2 separate regions of the Mus musculus genome follow, and region 1 is linked to region 2. The links are chromatin contacts, called in public HiChIP or PLAC-seq maps. All regions are on one chromosome and are shown on one strand. The core of a region is the stretch at or near the end of the contact, and the rest is flanking DNA. Distances in the headings are between cores, read along the strand shown.

Region 1 (6,927 bases), core at 4,159-6,658, 390 kb after region 2:
CTAACCAAATACTCAACTGAGGCTCCACCCCAGCCCCTAGAGCTATGAAATTAAAGACAATTTTCAAAACAGATCAACGACGTTAAAAAAAAGTAAGTCTAAGCTTGTGAAAAACTGTAACATCCTAATAAAGAAAAGACTGTAACCCCAACCTGAATTTATAGTCCATGTGTGGGTATGGAAGCTAGTGTGTGCACACGGAAGCCAGAGGTCACCCTGGGGGTCATTTCCCGAGTGTTTTCCATCTTGCTTTTGAGTCTTTTGCTGGTCTGGGCTCACAAGTAGGCTGCACTGGCTGGCCTGTGGGCACAGATCTGCCAGTCTCTGTCTCCTCAGAACTGGCATGAGACATATGTGCTGCGTGCCTAGCTTTGTCATACACAGGTTCTGGGCGCAAACTCAGGTCCTCAGCTTGCACTGTAAGCACCTTACCAACTTAGCTCTCCGCACAGCCGTGTCATCTTTTTAGTAAAGCAAATTTCACCTTTTCTATTTCTGCAAGTAAATAAACTCAGACCCATGGCTCTCCATCGCAGTTGGCTGTACATACATGTTTACTTGGTAGATTAACAACATGAGGTTAGCAAAATATTCTCCAAACTGTTACTATGCATTGAGTTTCCAAAAATATCTATGTTGCTCTGTGCCAGAATAAGGTCCTGTCTTAGAAAAACTATGGCAGCTGTGTGATGCACGTCTTTAATCAGAGCACTTGGGGGGGCACACCTCTGTGAGTTCAAGTCTAACCTGGTCTCCATAGAGTTGTAGGCTATGTAAAGCAATGTAAGTGAGAACCTGTCTCAAGGTAAAAAACAAAAACCTCTCACACACACATCCCGATCAAGCTGGCCACAGTGGTTCACACCATTAATCCCAGCATTTGGGAGACAAAAGGGCTGTTGTCTGTCAGGTAACAGCAGCAACAAAAATCTATGAAATGCTTTGATTTTATAGGTTCTATGAGGTCCTCTCAACATATTGAACTCAATCTCATATTGACCAGTATTATGTACAATATTTGTTACATGTTGAGTTCTAATTACGTTAAGAAATTATATAGTAAGTACGACTTTTATAAATCAAGATGATGCTACTCACACAAATGACAAAAACACATTCCACCAAAGATAATACTGTCATAAAATAGAAACAGAAATAAAGGGCACAATTTTCATTACATATTAGGGCCCAGAAAGTTATGTGTATACTCATAAAGAGTTCCTCTTATCCCAAGAAGTTAGACCTTGACAGCTACTTCTAAAGATGACACCGTAGTAGCCCAGGAGAGAGGGCAGAGACTGTAGTAGCCCAGGATAGAGGATGTTGGTTAAGTACTGCACATAAAAAAAACCTGATACACATACAGCTCAAATCAGAGAGCATAATAATTTAACTTAGACTAAATACCAAAAATCACATCAATAAGTGTAAAACCTAAAAGTCCAGACACGGACTTACTACAGATGAAAGCAAACCCAGTGAATTTTGTTGTTTTTGTTTGTTAGAGACAAAGGATGACTCTGAACTCTAGCTCGTCCTGCCTCCACCTCCAGACGGCTGGGATCATAGATATGGACCACAACTCCCACGTAAGCTTACATTTTTTTCTTTTTTTCTTTAGTGCTGGGACTTGAACACAGGGCTGTAGGCATGTTAGGAAAGCGATCCACTCCTGAGCGACACCTAAGACAGGGTCTCACTCTAGAATTCAGGCTGACTCTTAATTCTGAGCACCCTCAGTCTCTCAAGGCCTGGGGTTATAGGTGTGTGCCACACCCCTGCCTGGCTCACTTCTAAGAGTTAAATTCAACACACTATAGCTGCATCAGGAGCAGAAGGCCACATGAAGGAAATCAACAGAATTAAAACTTGGTTTTTGATGATTCAAGAACTATTTTTTGGACGGGATGGGGCTTAGTAGGAAGTTACTACAGGAATTCAAAGTATAATGAAAAGAATTCAAATCCTTCCATACTCATTGAAAATGAGGAAATTACCTGATGGTTGTGGTAGAAATGTCTTTGCCTACTAAGAAGCAGTGCTTGCCCTCCCTGATTTGCTGGGCCCACGTGGGGTGGAGCCAGATTACTTGAGAAAAATGGCCAGCGTAAACTGCAGGCATAATCCAATTTTCGATACTCAGTTCTCTGAAAAAAAAACAAGAAACAAGAAACATTAAAATATTAATGAGTGTTTTTCCGCAAACATTTTAAGACAGTAAGTTTTAAGTGTGGTCCCTTGGGAGGTTCCCGGGACTATTAGGGTAACGCTGTTTCCATGGAAACATGATTTCTGTTTGCTGCATGAGCATTTGTACTGACTGCACACAAGCATCCTGGTGGGTCGGTAGCCTAAGAGCCAGGCCTCGGGAGGTCTTTTAGTAGTCACTGCATGTTTTATAACTAACTATCACTCTTGTCCAAAGGTAGTTTGACTGAAAAATGTTCTCAGTTTTATTAATTCTTGCTCCTAAGTAGATATTTTAAAATATTATGTGAAGCAAAAAGAGGACCACACCAAAACTGCTATAGACTGTGAAGTACAACAGTTGCTTCAAGAAAAAGCCCCAGCCCCTCTAAAATTAGCACTTGAATCATCAATAACAGAGTTGCGAAATAAGTATCACTTTTTCTTTGAAAGACCAATTAACTGGTTATTTAGACAGCAGAGCGGTGAACTGGTGGATTCTGTATCCTAGTCAAGCTTTAGAAGCTTGTGGAGTTTTGGTGGAGGACATTACTTATCTGAGTTAGTACTGACACTACTATCTTGTTTTCTAATCCCTTCCGTAAGAGCATGAATTTTCATCATAACTTTTTCAATCAAAATGACATAAACAATGGACTGAATGAAATGGATGAGAGTCCAGGTGTCATTTACAAGGGCAAAAATTAAAGAAATCTTAAAAAATTTAAATAATGCCACGCAATAGCTTTATAAATGTACTTTTTTAAAGTAAGAAAACTTGTTTATGTAGACATAATAATTTAATATTTTACAATGAACATTTACAAATTTCATTTTTAATTTAAGGAAAGTAAACACAAACAACACAACTCATTATTTCCAAGGCTTGATTTTTGGAAGTATAAAAGAATGCAGACACTTGAGCACGGTGGCACGTGCATACAGTCCCTGCACTGGGAGGAGGAGCAGGAGTTCAAGGTTGGCCTTGGCTATAACAGGTTGATCCCCAACAACTGGGAGGTGGGGTGGGGGTGGGACTGTAGCCTGGCGGTGGAATCTGTTTCCCAACAGGGCAGCTTTGTTGGGCCTCAGTGGGAGAGTGTCTTAGTCAGGGTTTGTGTTCCTCCACAAAATAAAATGGCCAAAAAAACAAGTCGGGGAGGAAAGGGTTTATTCAGCTTACACCTCCACATTGCTCTTCACCTTCACCAAAGGAAGACAGGACTGGAACTCACGCAGGTTCAGGAAGCAGCAGCTGATGCAGAGGCCATGGAGGGATGTTCTTTACTGGCTTGCTTCCCCTGGCTTGCTCAGCCTGCTCTCTTATCGAACCAAGACTACCAGTCCAGAGATGGCACCACCCACAAGGGGCCTTTCCCCCTTGATCACTAATTGAGAAAATGCCTTACAGCTGGATCTCATGGAGGCATTTCCTCAACTGAAGCTCCTTTCTCTGTGATAACTCTAGCCTGTGTCAAGTTGACACACAAAACCCACCAGTACACTAAGATATTAGTTATCAAGGGTAGGAATGTGTGGGGGTTTGAAAAAGAATGGACCCAAAAACTCACAAGTGGTGGTCACAAGGGAGTGGTCTCTATTAATCCAATCAAGATAATCCTCCACAGGCAAGCCCTGCAACCGACTTCTCAGATAATTCTAGACTCTGCCAAGCATCTTGACAACACTTAACCATAAATAGGCTTCAATGTAGCCCTGGCTCTCCTCAAACTGTAATTCTCCTGCCTCAGCGTTCCAAGGGCTGGGATCACAGGGATCAGCCATCGCACCTGATCCCTATTTGGCTCTTTTAGTGGGTAGAAAAAAAAATGTTCTAAATAAAAATTTAAAAGGCAAGCAAACAAACAAAAAATGCAAATGTGAGTGTAGCAAAATCTCTTGTTTATCATCTGCTATATGTTGTATTTCAAATACATAAAATATGACTAAAAAAAAAGTCACATTACCCAAAGAGTGCTTCCTTATCAAACACAGTGTCTGCTGGCATGTTCACAGGGATAAGGAGGTCTGGGTGGGAGTCCAAATGTAAGAAACTTATATTACTGTCAGGAAGATGCTTCGAACCTATGGCCCGGTATATGAAAGGCAGAACCTGTAATACAGACACACACAGTGAGAACTGCACACTGTCAAGTGCAGACAAAACAAGAAACTGCACCAACCTGAAGTGCATCAAGTGGTCAAACATGGGAACATTAAAAAAAAAAAAAAAAAAAAAAAAAAAGCTTTACCATAGATGGTTTCTGATGATAATCTCCAACCACTCACTCTAGCATTAAACTGTGTTCCAGGTACTCTAAGTTTTAGGGCATTTTCTGTCCCTTTAGGATGGTGAAGTGGGACTAGATGACTTTTTCCTCCTACATGCTATACATCCAAGTTTACCAACAAATTAAAAAGCACAGAGTAACCCAAAGTTGGGTTTGTCTCAGAGATCTTCTTTCTTTCCTCCTTTAACTTTCTCCATCAGTAAATAACCCACTTTTCCTGGGGGAAGGGGTGTATCGCAGAGCTTCACTCTTGATCCCTTTTGTTTTATATCCAGAGACCCTCCAGGGGTCCTATAAACAAATCCAGACTTGCTAGGTCGTCTTCCAGAAGTCTACCCACTTTACGACTGCACTGCCATGTTGTACATTAATAAGCGCTGAAGGCTTTCCTCTTCATATGACACGAGCTACGATTATGGTCCCTCAGGTCCTGGCTAACCCTCTCGTTAAACCGTGGGATGATGACGTTGGTGGTGGTGGGGGACAGGCTGCAGCCAGCGTTAGGTGCTGGTCAAGCCTCTGCAGGCTGCTAGGGTTCGAATCCCTCCTGCCAGGGCTCCGTGGCTTGTGTCGCCCGCTCACCTCCTGGTGATCCTCCACCACCCACACCGGGAGCTTGGTGTAGCGCCTGAGTCGCGCGCGGTCGCCTCCGGTGTCACTCATGTCTCCGCGCGTCTCAGGGAGGCCGCGGGACACGCGGGAGAGGAGCCCGGCTGCCCGAAGCCGCGCGCCCCCAAGGCACGATCGCGGCGGAAACGCGCGCTCACCCGGTTGCGCTTCCGGATTGGAGGACGACACGGTGGAAGGGCGAGTGTGAGACCTGTAGACAATGTCGATTGGTCTATACGTCCGTCACTCTCGCTGATCCGCCAATCACGGTGCAAAAGGTGCTGCGACGCGCTCCGGAGAGTTTTCCCTCCCCAGGTCCGGATTTCTCCGGTTTGCCTTTTAATTCCCGGGGCTTCCTGTTCCGGAGGCGTGGGTGGCGCCTCAGCCGTGGAGGGTGTTATAGTAACCAGGCTGGGCTTTGATGGCGGCGACCCCGGGACTCTCTGTAGGTAGACGGGGGGCGCCTGATGGGTTTTCAGAGAACGAGTATCGACCTAAACGATCCTGGGAGTTGGGTCTGGGTGGCTTCGGGGCAGCTCTGCGGCCAGGGGGAAAAGAGCGACCCGGTACAGATCCCGTAGATAGGAAGCCTTTCATCTATTTGCGAAGCGCGAGCCGTGGTCCAGGCGCGGGGCCGCCCGGCTTGCGGGGGGAGGCGAGTCCCGGAGTCCCGTACTTAACCTCGCAGGCTGGCGGGAGATGCAAACCAGCCAACGTGCTCTTCATCCAGCAGGAGGCCGGGCTGCAGGTTGAACCTGGGGAAAGTGCGGGGTTTTCAGTGACTTAAAGGCACACCTTGCAAGTCTTGTGTGTCGTCGGTCCTGGACGAGTAAACTGTTCAGAATCGCGCCCTCGGTTTCCCTGCTTTCAAAGGGCATCCCAAGAATAGGTATTTCCCACTTGCATTAAATTCATTGATTTGAACTTCGCATCCATAGTACAGTGGTACAGTATCTAGCTTTTATTTTTGGAGGGGAGTGTGTGTTGAAACAGGGTTTCTCTGTGTAGCCCTGGCTGTCCTAGAACTCACCGTGTAGACCAGGCTGGCCTCGAACTCAGAAATCCGCCTGCCTCTGCCTCCCAAGTTCTGGGTTTAAAGGCGTGCGCCACCACTGCCAGGGCCTTTGTCTAGCTTCTCTAACGGAGTGTGCCGTTTTCTCACTGTGGAGAGGTGTTAATTCCCTGACTGTTGTCCACCTCTAGCTTCAGTAGAGTCCTTTTTATTCTCCAGGACTCTCTACATCCTTACTTTATTGTATTTATCACATCGCGTTTTTCTTTTTATAGTGTTCGGGACATCGTATTACTGTTGTTATTATATAAACATTTGTATATGGGTTTTGCGATCCTTGAACTCTGCAGGCTTGTGTGCCTTATAATCTTTGAGCCTACAGAGCTTGGGAAAGCGTCTCACGTGTGCTGGCTCAGTAAGTGATGGAATCGGTGAATGTATACCTCCCAGGTGGTTTTGAAAACGCGTATTTGTGGGGAGCGGTGGAAGGGAATTGTAGTGACTTAGAGGCATGCACAATGAGGGAGAGTCAAACTTGCCTGCGGTTTACTGTGTGCAGAGACTGTGAATCCTGCAGGAATGACTGAATGAACCCTTGATTCACGGACATGCCGGAGGAGTTCAACATGGGCACACACGACTGTCACAGACGGCAGATTCTGGTAAGCTCCGTAAAAGAAGTGAGTCTACACTAAGCAGTAGCAATCTAGGAGTGAGCTTGCGTTCCCAAGGGAAGTCAGTTCTTCACAAGAGGTTAGTGGATCGGTAGGAATTCACTGGCCAAGTAAGGGAGAGCAGAAGCAAAGACGTTTCCTGTTAGTGCTTGCT
Region 2 (6,743 bases), core at 2,895-5,394:
AGTGGGAGGAATGTTAGGAAGAATTAGAGATGTCTGCCCAGGGAGCTAAGACGGCTGGTGGGTCAATAACACCAGCGAAAGATCATGGCACAAATATTTATTAAGAAAATAGATATCTTTGAGGGGAAACAAGGACATAGTATCAAACATGAGGGGGGTGGGAGGTGTTGGGGGAGGGAGGGAAGGAGGGAGGGAGGGAGGGGGAGAGAGAGAGAGAGAGAGAGAGAGAGAAAACGCACTTTGTTGCAAGTCATGAATCAGAGGATGACTTTCTGACTCCTGAGTGTTAAAAGGCCAAGAGAACGCTCAAAATAAGGGACTAGAGAAGGCTTGAGTGGAAAAATAAAATCTTCAAAGAAAGAAACTGTAGAGTCCTGGTAGGCAAGAGGTGGAAAGCTGGGCGCTTTAAGTGGAGTACAAGGACCATGGTCTTCTTTCTCTTCAAATGTCATGTTGGGAGCTAAACTACTACTTATGTAAACAGCAAGGCAAGAAAAAACAAGCCAACAAAGCAAACAAAAGACAAGGCAAGCTCTCAGGCCCCTGGGGGTGGGGTGGGAGAATTCTATTGGTCCAGAGCATCTTTGTTTCTTTGAGAAATTTCTGCCCTGGAATTCCACAGCAGAACCCTGACCTCTGCTATTTTGCTTTGTTTTGATTTCCCAAGCTGTGCACTACCATGTTGCATAAGAAGGGGCTAGAATAAAGTCAAGGAATTCTACCTTTTGGTACCCAGAAAGATTTTTGTTAAAGTGTGTGTCTTCAGCACCCAGTTACCACTTATCTAATGCATCCGAGCACCATCCACAGCAATTTTGTCACTTGAAAAATATTTTTGTTACACAGACTTATTTTGTGAGCCTGCACACATGCGCATGAGTGGATGCTGGAACACAGCACGCAGAGTCACTTCTTCTTTCCACTGTGGGGGTACCAGGATGGCTCAAACTTAACCAGGCTTTGCAGCAAGACCCTTTACTTACTGAGCCATCTTGCTGGCCCAAGGCTTTCTTAAAAGTCATCACAGTAATTGGAAGAGAGACTGAGAGTGGACCTCTTGTCTTGGGTAAGATTCAACTATGATGGTATGACATCCATGAGCAGACTTAAGAAATCAAATATATTTCAAGGGCTTCTTGAAGCTCCAATGAGTCATACTCTCCTTTTCTTCCCCTTTTCCTGATTGCTATTGCTTTGTCTATGACAGAATACATTTTCTATTTTAGGACAGCCCCCTTCCCCCCTTTTCCTCCCTTTTTTTCCTCTCTATATTCCCCTTTACCTTGCAATATATGGACATACACTTTAATCCCCAGAAGGCTTAAATTCAGCCGACCCCAATTAAGAGAGTAGGGAGTGGTATTGATGGTAAAAAGCTGTGTAATTACGGACAAGAATGAAAGGTATCTTTAGAACAAAGAACTAGGCAGGAAGCCATTTATCTAGTGATAAAAATCTCACAACATCTACAATATAATTTTCACAGAAGACATTAACAGAAGGGCAAGGACATAGTATTACTGCTCTAGAGGCCCATTATGTTACTTTATATATGAGTATGTAATAAGTAATATATATTACATGCTCTAGTGGTCCATTAGGGCATTTACCTGAAATTTGAAGGTATATCTCAAGTCCAAAAGCTGACTGTATTCAGATGGAATTTTAACAGTATTTAAAACACACACACACACACACACACACACACACACACAAATAGAATGCAATAACATTTTTCAAAAAGTAAAGTAAATTGAGGGCTGGGTATGGTGGTGCATGCCTCTAATCCCAGGCCTTGGAGGCAGATCCTGGTCTATACAGCAATTCCAGATCAGCCAGGGCTACAGAGTGAGGAGGCCCTGTCTCAAAAAAGATGAGACACCAAACCAAAACAAACCCCACCCCCGCAACAGAACCCCAAATGTAATACTACTATAAAGTGAGATGCAATCTATAAACATCCTAATGTCTTCCTTCCACACCCCAGAAACCAGGTTGGTTTCTACTAACCTCAAGTGTGTCTACTCCCCTTGGAGACCCCTTCATTATAAGCTCTCATTTACAGGGCACGGCATTCACTTTTTCTATGCGACCGCCCAGATGTTTACTTCCCTGGGAACTGCAAACTGCACAGACGAGGGAAGGAGGCACGGAGCCAGACAGCGAGTCGCAGCAAGCCCTGCAAATGTTGCTAGAGGAGTAAGTCTAAGTCAAACATCAGCAGCTTTCCGGGCGATCCATCCCGGGCAAGTAATTATTCTTATCTCTGTTCTCCTCCACGAATCACTTCATCTCCTTACGTATGAAACCAAACCAAACCAAAGCCACCCCCCCCAGATTTAAATCTTAGTTTCTTAGGCCAGTGTTGATGGCAGCCTTCTCCTCCTTATCCTGTGTTGGTAGTCCTGCACGGTGCCTTGAGTTTCACACAGCCCCTTAGCTATGCTCCGTGTCAGCGGAAGCACCCGCCTGAGATGTGTAAGCCAAGCGAGGCCCACCAGGGAAAGTCCAGGATTTCGAGGAGAGGCAGGGACATAGATGGGGACAGAGGAGAGAAAAATATGCAGTCAGGGTATTTGTGCATCTTCTCATGCTGGAGCTGGCACGATACTTTCCACAAGTACACTGCCAGTCTATCTGCAGAAACAGGTATGCAAAGGTGGCGAACAGATGTGCAAGCACGTGCCTTGAAGGACCCCAGGCTTCCACATTTCCCACGTGCACAGCGAACATCCCTACTTCCTGACCCCTAAACTGCAGGAAGGAATGGGGTCATTCGAGTCAAATCTCTTGCCTCAAGGCTGTGCCCTGCACAGAGAGGTGCAGGGGGTGGGCGTGGGGTGGGGATGGAGATGGGGAGCTCCTACCAGTCTACTGTGTGATTGATAGAGTCCTGCCCCTTCTGTTTTCTACAATCTTGCTGAGCATCAGAGTCCTATGGGTGCTTCAGAAAGCCCAGACTCCTGGACTCCAACATTTGCAGACCTTCTGAAGCCAACCTCCCATAAGACACACCCTCCTGCCAGTGCAACGACCCCTCTGCATCATGCCTGCATGTCTATAGAGTGTGTGTACCCTTGGCGTACCGCTTTGTCCCTGACTCTTGTGTTTTCCCTCATGGCTGCCTAAACTGGGAGTAGGTTGGTGGGTATGAGTGAAGGTGACTGAGGGTGGGTGCGTGGGAGGTAGGGACGGGGCGCGGGGAGGGGGCAAGCTTGTTATCTATGGATCTGAGTGGCCTCTCTCATCAAGGATTTCTAGCCCAATGCATGAGAAGTACGGCCCAGTTCATCCCCAGGTTCCTCAGTGGTCTGCCGTGTTGCCGTTCACTTTATTCGAGTCTGTGTTCCCTACAGCTGTGAGTCTGGGCACTTTTCCTGATGCCTTGGGCTAGCTAGTGTTTCTATTCACATGTCACTTGTCCTTTACCAATTTCTATTGAGATGTTTAATCATTACGGTTGATTTGTTAAATATCAGGGCCTACCACAAAACAGAAACAGAAGGCACACGACCCAATTCCTTCTATGAAGCCAGTTACACTACATATTCTCCCCTTGGAGATGGAACAGTTGCTGTCTAATCAGGGCTTTCCCTGGTACTGTAATTTATTTCGTGTTGCTTTTGAGGCAGGTCTCATGTAGCCCAGGATAGCCTCAAATTCACTATATACCCCAGGATGACCTTGAACTTCTGACCTCAGTGCTGAGATTATAGGTGTGTGGCACAATGCCTGGTTTACGTGGTAGGCCAGCAATCTGCCAATGGAGCCACAGCCCCAGATTCCCGTTAAAGCTTTATTTAATGTTTCAGAGCTCAAAAATGAGATGCATGGTCTACAGACAGGCCAGAGCAGTTGTGAGGATCCCTTGCCTCATGCAGCTGATGGCACCTTGGGAGAAAGACCAAACATATCTGGGGCCAGCAGTTCACAGAGGATGAACATGGACAGCCAGGGTGAGCCGGGGGTGGGGGGTTGGGGGGTGGGGAGTGGGGGGTTGGGAGCGGTCAGTACAATGTAGTAGTTCCTCTGAGGAAGTCAGATTACAAGGTCTCGAAGATGAGCCCCAGTTGCAGACAGAGGTTTCCACAGACAGAAGAGCGGCTGCAAAGGTTCTGAGGCCGGAAAACAGGAAGCCACCATGCGGGGCTGTGCTGTGGTTAGGAAGCGGAGCAGTTGCTTAGAGTCAGTAGTGAGCTTGGTGCAAAGAGAGGTCTGAGAGGCAGGCAGAGGGCATGTGAAGGCTGGGGAAATTATTAGTTCAGTTTCCACTCTTGCTGAAAGCCAAAGGAAAGCCACCAAAAGCCACCATTCCGTGTAGAGAAAGGGTACAGCCACAGGGTTGTTTAACCTGCCCACCAACCCCGCGCCCCTGCCCCCGGGTCCTTCATGGTAGGCTTACCCACTTGCTTGGGTGGGGCCTCCTGAGAAAGCTGTCCTCTGATGGAAAAGCAACTTTCCCCTCTTCCCTCAAAGGTAGCAATGTCCCAGTAACTGATGAAGAATGCAGATGTTTGCTTTGCTTCTCAAGTCCCCGGGCTCGACAGAGGTAGGTCAGTTCCCAAAGCTTAACCGTGCTACCTAAGTTCAAGGCGCAGAGAGAGGAGTACTAGCTTCTGAACGGCAGAGAAAGAAGGTTGGTGCAAGAGCAGATAGAAATAGATCAGGAGCCCGTATTTTCTCCTTGTAGTAGGACACCTTCCTGTGTGTGCCGGTGTGACACAGCAGATTGACCCCTTGTGCAGAGAAGCGTTGTAAGCTACTCGGATGACCTGGTATGGTTCAAATTCAAAGATGGACTCTACCACTAATCTGCCTGCGTGGTTTCTTCCACATTCAAGCAGAAGTCTGGAAGTCTGAATTGAAACCCTGAGTTGTTTTCAAGCATCCTTAAGAAGCAGTAAGCGTGTCTTCGTGCACACGAAAGAGCGTTCTAGAGACTGATATATATGCACACAACCCCACAGCCTGTGGTTTCCAGTTTCAACTTTCTTAAATGAAACGCATCTCCCTTTCAGAAGTTTCCAGAATGTGCTGAGAAAGATATAAAAAAGGAAGGCGCCACATTCTTCTCTGATTCTGTCACTCACGTCTTCAGAAAGGCATCATCCTAGCGCTGGAAGCAGCCAGAGGCTCACTTACCGTGCCCCGGACAGCAGCTGAGCCTGTCCCCTCTTCATCATCCCTGGCTGCCTCCTGGTCTTCGTTGTCAGTCCAGGAGGATATGTCCTCCACTGAACTAGTCAGGTCAGGTAAGCTCTTCGATGTTAACTTCAGAAGGTCCTCCGCTGAGCTCTCCTAAGAGGATACACGAGAGGCCCAGGAATTACCCACCCGGGTACCAGCAGCAGCTGATGGAAATCAACCTGCTGAGGCCAGCCACAAGCTCTGACCCAGAGAGTGTGTGAAGTTTATGGTCCACACGTGTGGGGTCACTGTCAATGTCAGGTGTGGTAATACAATGTAAAGCCACAAGGAGCACCCAGGAGCCTGGCACACTTCCTAGAAAGGCCACTAGACACGGAGGCCAGGGATGGGATCTGGGCTGAAGAGTTGAGCTAAGGAAAGACTGTGATGTGTTCCCTTTATCTCCTCAGCCTAGCCACTTCCGTAGGGAGTAGAACGTTCCACGAGGCTTGAACCATCCAACTGCTTGACTGTCCGCAGAACACAGAAGCCAAAACCAACTCACAGGTTGTAACAGACCTTACAAACTTTTAGTGATCTGGCATCCAAAGTCAGCAGTGCTCGTTTGTTACCTGCTTGATGCCATTTTTAACCCCAAGGTATGTGAAAAACATTCACTCTAGGCAAGCAGTATATCAGTTGAGCTACACTCCAGGCCTAGGACAACCGTCTGTAACAGTAATTGTGAATATATTGCACTGTTTGTCTGTCTAAGGAAATAAGTTATTAGGCCACACATGAGTCCATTTCTCTTCGGTGTTGTCTACTCTGTTGGACCATCTGTAAGAAAGAATTTTTTTAAAAATAAAATGAAGGTTGTAACCAGTGAGTAAATTACAAAGTAGCCATGAGATAGAATATTCTATGGCACTGAGATGAACTTCTGGTGGGAAAGGGTCTCCCAGCCTGCTACTCGGAGAGCAGGCAGATCAGAAGCACGTGTGACAGCATGCTATCCTCCCATGTGGAATGATGACACACGTGCTCATGCATGACAAAGAGAGAAGTAGTCTCCCCACTGCTCCCTCTAGCCAGCCACACTGCTCAGGGGCTTAACTGCCTCCTTTAAGCTTTGTGACATCCTCAGAGGCACTTCCCAAGTCTCGAGTCTCGCTGTGCAGAAAGGGAACAGGGATTTAAACATGTAATGGCTTGCCCAGAACACACAGCTTTTCTCAGGGTGGAGCTGGTGTTTAAGTCCATGTGGGATGGCCTCCAAGACGTCCTCTGTCAATTTGTGTTTGACTCAAAGAAAACGAAAACATGGGTGCGGGCGTGCGCGCGCACACACACACACACACACACACACACACACAACATACACAGAGTAAAGGAGCATCGAAATCACCCTGGCTGTTCTAGCATGCCTTTTTTTCTTGCTGTGATTTAAAAAAAGGACTAAAAGCTTGCTGCAGTGCTATGTGCCTTCTATCCCAGCACTCAGGAGGATCTCTGCACGGATGAGGCTAGCCTGGTCTGCACAGTAAGTTCCAGGTCAGCCAGGGCTATCTAGAGAGAACCTGTTTCTAAAAGCAAGGCAAAACAACCAAACAGAC

The links. HiChIP or PLAC-seq counts read pairs in DNA pulled down with a chosen protein or histone mark.
Region 1: an H3K4me3 HiChIP or PLAC-seq map of bone marrow-derived macrophages shows a contact between it and region 2, with 3 times the contacts expected there. The contact joins the promoter of Drosha here to the enhancer-like site in region 2. A contact is called at or near these places in 4 of 115 datasets of contacts at active chromatin or transcription factors (bone marrow-derived macrophages, embryonic limb bud, embryonic stem cells and 1 more) and 2 of 9 other capture datasets (adipose tissue and liver).

The regions. Positions count from the first base shown.
Region 1 is chr15:12,819,407-12,826,333 of GRCm38.p6, forward strand. Drosha (drosha, ribonuclease type III) reads left to right here and starts at 5,409. Exons shown (of 35, transcript NM_026799.3): 1 at 5,409-5,532; 2 at 6,659-6,761. 6030458C11Rik (RIKEN cDNA 6030458C11 gene) reads right to left here and starts at 5,251. Exons shown (of 9, transcript NM_029998.3): 1 at 5,061-5,251; 2 at 4,155-4,300; 3 at 1,998-2,147. The coding sequence starts at 5,141.
Region 2 is chr15:12,431,962-12,438,704 of GRCm38.p6, forward strand. Pdzd2 (PDZ domain containing 2) reads right to left here. Exons shown (of 26, transcript NM_001081064.2): 7 at 5,143-5,298. Among named protein-coding and RNA genes, the nearest start is that of Gm52211, 57 kb to the right of the region's middle. Within about 2 kb of position 4,145, at least 76 of the 459 cell types and tissues checked have an H3K27ac peak or open chromatin away from gene starts, as enhancers often do. A contact at or near this core is called in bone marrow-derived macrophages, where this site is marked.